2 separate regions of the Oryctolagus cuniculus genome follow, and region 2 is linked to region 1. A link is a contact called in public Hi-C data. All regions are on one chromosome and are shown on one strand. Each heading gives the region's core, a stretch centred on a gene start, on an enhancer-like site or on the middle of the called end of the contact. The rest is flanking DNA. Distances are from core to core; before and after follow the strand shown.

The links. Hi-C and Micro-C count contacts between places; a contact is called where the count stands out from the background.
Region 2: a Hi-C map of an unstated tissue shows a contact between it and region 1, with 4 times the contacts expected there. The contact joins the promoter of OR2D3 here to the promoter of SYT9 in region 1. A contact is called at or near these places in 4 of 6 Hi-C or Micro-C datasets (ear pinna, embryonic fibroblasts, skin fibroblasts and 1 more).

The regions. Positions count from the first base shown.
Region 1 is chr1:59,412,059-59,415,044 of mOryCun1.1, forward strand. SYT9 (synaptotagmin 9) reads right to left here and starts at 1,563. Exons shown (of 14, transcript XM_070074132.1): 1 at 1-1,563.
Region 2 is chr1:59,554,219-59,557,204 of mOryCun1.1, forward strand. OR2D3 (olfactory receptor family 2 subfamily D member 3) reads right to left here and starts at 1,460. Exons shown (of 6, transcript XM_070060222.1): 1 at 1,405-1,460; 2 at 544-599; 3 at 500-541; 4 at 427-497; 5 at 323-425; 6 at 1-320. The coding sequence starts at 1,460.

The DNA.
Region 1 (2,986 bases), core at 313-2,812:
CCTGGTTTGCAGCACTGGCATTCCATATGGGTGCTAGTTCGAGTATCGGCTGCTTCACTTCCAATCCAGCTCCCTGCTAATGTGCCTGGGAAAGCAGTAGAGGATGGCCCAAGTCCCTGGATCCCTGCAACTACGTGGGAGACACAGAAGGAGCTCCTGGCTTCAGCTCAGCTCAGCTCCAGTCATTGTCTTTGTAGCCATTTGGGAAGTGAACAAGCAGATGAAGACCTCTCTCTCTCTCTCTCTCTCTCTCTGTCTCTACCTCTCTCTGTAACAGTCTGTCAAATAAATAAATATTTAAAGAAAAAAGTTTAAGAAAATTGTCTAAGCTACGTAAGTAACAGAATGAGGGTTTACATGCATAACCAAAAAATTCCCTACTATATTAAGGAGCCTTTACACATTACAGGGAAGCTTCTTTATTTCTTGTTTTCTCTAAAAATTTCATAATAGATCTCCTAGTTTTTCATTCTCCATGAGCATTTTAACAAAAACAATAGCAAGATGCATTCAATAAGGTCATCATTGCTATGATTACCCTAGAGTTAATTTTTTGCATTTGATAACCATATTCAAAGACATCTACAAAATATTTACTCAGAATCATTTTAAATGGTTCTTTGAAGTGCTACACTGTGAGAGAAATTAGCTTTGGAATCACCTTATTCACAAATAGACCATGCAGATTCTGAAAGGAATTCCTACTATTACTAGATTCCACACGTGCACAGTAAAAACACCATGTGATTCTGTTGAGTTCTTAAAAATGCCCCACAGAGGAAAATATTTATGAGATCATAGTAACTGTACCAAATAAAATTTCTGTGGAGGAAGAGGAGTTATACCTTTAACATAAGGCAAACAAGTAGGCAACTTGGGAACCACATAAGCCTAAAGACTAAAAACTGATAAAAAGGGTCCACTTAGATAGGATACAGGCAGAAAAGTCTTCCCCATCTCACCTGGCCTAAGGCAGGGGAAGGAGGTAAAGGAATTTCCCTATTAGGAAAATGGAATTATACCTCCAGCTCTGGATATCCTCCGCAGCTACAGCAGTAAAACAGGTTGTGATTAGAAATGGCAGATGGTCAGGCCTCACCTGGTAGGGAAATATTCAGTGACGCTGTCAGTTGCCCTGCGGAGAGTTTGGATGGTCCTGGAACCATCTGGACATAAGAAATGTGAAGGATATGGGTTCTCAGGAGCAGGCTGAGAAAGTCTCAAGATCGAACATACAAAGATTTTGGTTAAGATGCTCATTGCTGGCCAGCACCGCGGCTTGATAGGCTAATCCTCCACCTTGCGGTGCCCGCACACCGGGTTCTAGTCCCAGTCGGGGCACCAGATTCTGTCCTGGTTGCCCCTCTTCCAGGCCAGCTCTCTGCTGTGGCCCAGGAGTGCAGTGGAGGATGGCCCAAGTGCTTGGGCCCTGCACCCCATGGGAGACCAGGAGAAGCACCTAGCTCCTGGCTCCTGCCTTCGGATAGGCGCGGTGCGCTGGCCATGGTGGCCATTGGAGGGTGAACCAACGGCAAAGGAAGACCTTTCTCTCTGTCTCTCTCTCACTATCCACTCTGTCAAAAAAAAAAAAAAAAAAAAAAAAAAAGGATGCTCATTGCTTAAATTTTACCCAAATGATAAGTCCTGAGAAATGTGATATGCCTTCTCTCTCATCATTATGAAAGTAATTACAAAGAGTTGCCAATTGACTAGACTTCTTGCATACAAAGATAGCTTTAATACATTAATTCGCAGTAAAGAAATGTTGGGGCTGTTGTATTATATATGTCTAAGAAATATATAGCCTTTGCATCCTATAATCTCTCAAACTCATCTAAACTGCATATGTCTTTATTTCTAAATATTTATACGTCATTTGTTCTTTTAAAATTACTAATAGTTTTGGGGCTGGTGCTGTGGCACAGTGGGTTAAAGCCGTAGCATGCAGTGCCAGCATCCCATATGGGCGCCGGTTTGAGTCCCAGCTGCTCCACTTGGGAAAGCCGTAGAAGATGGCCAAAGTCCTTGGGCCCCTGCACCCGGCTGGGAAACCCGGAAGAAGCTCTTGGCTTCTGGCTTCGAATTAGCTCAGCTCTGGTCATTGGGGTCATTTGGGGAATGACCCAACGGATGAAAGACCTCTCTCTCTCTCTCTCTCTCAAAAAAAAAAAAAAAAATTTACTAACAATTTCAAGATTCAGGAGGTTGCTACTCAGAAACAGCTTTTCTGTTATTTGGAGATTTTTCACCATTATTATGCTTCAAAATGAATATAAAGGGAAAAACTGCAATTTCCTCTAAGATTTGCTGCTCCAATATGCAAGTTCTACCCCTGAGGTTAAGGTGAGCTAGCTGTGAACACAGTCTAAAAAAAGGAAGGTTCTAGAAACTCAAACAGAACGAGGAGTCACCCATATTGATGAGAGAACAAAGCAGGGAGGGAAGACCACTGTTAATTGTGTTGCAAATTAAAGTTTCATAATAAGTACTAGTATTTTTTCAGTACTTATTATATCCTGGGTGCTATGCCCAACTTTTTAATATTAAAATTTGTATTAAATATTTTGAACTAATAGTAAGAAATGTCAATGTCCAAACCACAGAAATTTAAGCGCTTGGCCTTTTTGCTTAAGATGATACTTTTAAAGAAATAAAACATCAAATTCAGCTAAAGCCCACTTATCCCAGCTCCTTCATTTCCTCCTTAGGCTAAATATCCTGATTTTTTAATGTCTCACTCCACTTGTATTTAGTTATTTTTAAAGTATAACTGTATTAATGCAATTTATATTTTTCACCAAATATTTTGATATTTACCCATGCTGACACATGTGGATCTGGTTGATTCACATTAGCTTCTACATTGAACTTCATTTTAAGGATAAGTCTCAGTTGATCAATTGCAGGTAGGCTGTTTCTATTTTTTTTTTTTTTTTTTTTTTTGCTTTTTAACATTGAGTGTTAAGAACCAATCTCATGCTTCTTG
Region 2 (2,986 bases), core at 210-2,709, 140 kb after region 1:
TAGGAGGATTACCACGCCCATTGTAAAGATGGCCATTTCCGTGCCATAGGTAACTGCGGAAGCCAGCTTCCGAGGAGCAGAAGGCTCACAGAAGTAGTGATTAACTATGTTCTGATCCTGATAGGGAAGACAGAAAGTAAAGGTGGTATCTACCAGAGACACTAGTGCCCTAATAGTGCAGGACCCAACAGCCAGCTGGGCACACACCCAATGTGTCATGATGGTGGAGTAGTGCAGGGGCTTGCAGACAGCCACATACCAGTCATAGGACATCACTGCCAGCAGTGCACACTCTGTACTCCCAAGTAGAAGGAAGACAAAATGGAGACTGTTTTCACTTTTACCAGGAGGTGAACAAACACTTGAGGGACATTGCTGGTAGAAATACAGATATCTGTGTAAGAGAGGTTTCTTAGAAAAAAGGTTTCTTAGAAAAAAGAGTTGAGAATCCATGGAGGTGAGAACAATGATGAATAGGTTTCCAAGCGGAGTCAACAATAAATGATGAGGAAGAGAATAAATAGTAGAATCTGGGTCTGCAATCTGATGAGAGGCCCAGGAAGATAAACTCTTGTACACAGGTTTGGTTTCTTTCTCCCCTAGAGATGTATGCCCATTTATCTGTTTGGCATAGAGAGTTTCCCCAGTATTGGATGGAGACTTGTACCCTGGTGGGATTGGCTTGTTTCAGCTTGTATCACTGCCAGCCGCACACTGGCCTGACACACACTGCAAGGTTGCACAGGGTGATGACTTGAGACCCAGATATGACCCACCTAGTGCCAGTCTGGGAGACTGAGGATCTCTGTCATCCTTCCTTCAACCTTGGAAGACAGCAAAGAACCAGAAGAATGTTTTGGGATTCAATGTCGTTCAGGAAAAACCAACACTGAGAAGATCCTAACAGATGCTTGTGCCCAAGTCAGTGATGCAGACAGAGGCATTGGATCTGTGTGCCAAATGGAATTCTGAGGCCCCATTTGAGCAGCTCTATATCCTAGCTAGAATCACCAATGGCTGGTAAGAGTGGCATCAGGTGGTAAGTCCAGCTCAGGAGCAGACAGGCCTTAGCAGGGCTGGCTTTGTTCCTACCCCGCAGGTTACACAGGTCTTGGAGGGCTATGAGTTTTATGTACTATGTATTTTATGTATTATGTATTATTGTGTCATAGGACTAAACACTTAGGCTTATCCAAGCCCCTGGAAGAGGTTTTAGGGATGAGTATTTTAGATAATTTTTAGATACTTCCATAGTTCATTCTGAAACACTCATTAATTTTGTGACAAATAAGTGCTTGTGGAACACAACTGGTGAAAACACACTGAGCAGACCTGATGCAAACATTGATTTAGGCCACCATCTAGTGGTGAAATAGCAGAAGTGTCCATAGGCTCAGAGATCACCTGCTTAGAATTTCTGGAAAGACAGCCACAAACAAAGCCAGAGTATCATAACCCATCTTTCAATGCACACATGATGTCAACATCAACAAACATCAGGAACTTCCAGGAAGCTCAAGTGTTTGGCATAGGGGTTAAGATGCCACTTGGTATGTTCACATCCCATATTAGAGTACAACTATCAAGACCAGAAAGGTCAAATGTCATCAATCTTGCTAACTACTACTGATCTCTTTATTCTATTGCTTCATGATTCAATCTTAGTAAAGTGCATCCAAGAATTTGTCCATTTCTTCTAAGTTACCAATTTTTTTGCCACATAATTGTTCGTAGTAATCACTAACAGTACTTTGCATCTCTATGGTATGAATCTTAATGTTTCCCTTTTCATCTCTAGTTTTATGTATTTCAATGCTTGGATGAAGACATCAAAATAACATTTTTTAAGGAAACTCAAGAAACTTCTAAAGTACACAGAGAAATGATTTAATGCTCTAACATAGAGTCTTGATAGAGAAATGGAAACTATTAAAGAAAATCAAACAGGAAACCTTCAACTGAAAATGACACTTAGCAAAATTAAAGATGCAATAGAAGGCATCAATAGTAGAATAGATGAATTGGAAGAAGGAATCAGTTCAAGCTTTTTGAAAATACCCAGTCAAGGAATGGTGAGAGTTTACAGGTAATTTGAGATGGAGGGAAAAGAGCAAACATTCAAATTATTAGGGGTCAGGAGGAACTCAAGAATGACAAAGGGGTTAAAAGCATATTCAAAGAGACAATAAAAGGAAACTTTCCAAAGTTTGACCAAAGAGATGAAAGTTCTCTACAATGAAGGCTGTAAATCATTGAAGAAAAAGAAATTGAAGAGGATACAAAGAAGTCAAAGATCTACCATGTTTAAGTATTGGAAGAATCAATATACTTAAAATTTTCAAACTAGCTAAAGTCATATACAGATTCAATGCGATCCCCTATCAAGATACCAAAGGTATTTTTCACATATATAGAAGACACTAGCAATATGTATATGTGAACACAAAAGAACATGAATAGCCAAAGCAATTTTGAGCAAAAAAGCACAAAGCAGAACGCATCACATCGCTGGACTTCAAAATGTATTGCTAAGCTACATAATTAAAACAGTGTTGTGTTGGCGTAAACACAGACACGTGGACCAACGGAGCAGAATAGAAACCCAAGAAGCTGACTGATCTTTGACAAAGGTGCTAAGAATATGCATCGGGAAAAGAACTGTTTTCAATAAATGTGGTGCTGGTAAAATTGGATATCCACATGCAGAAGAAGGAAACTAGACCTTTATCTTCAACCACGTGTGGAAATCAACTTAAAATGGATTAGAGGTATAAATGTGAGACTTTAAACTTCAAAATTACTAGAAGAAAACATAGGGAAATACTTTAGTACACTGAGATGGGCAAGGATTTTTTTGGATCAAAAATCCCGAAACAGAGGAAATAAGAGCAAAAATATACACATATACACAATTTCACCAAATAAAGAGCTTCTGGCACAGTAAAGGAAACAATAAAACATTGAAGAGATAGTCTAAATAAAATAT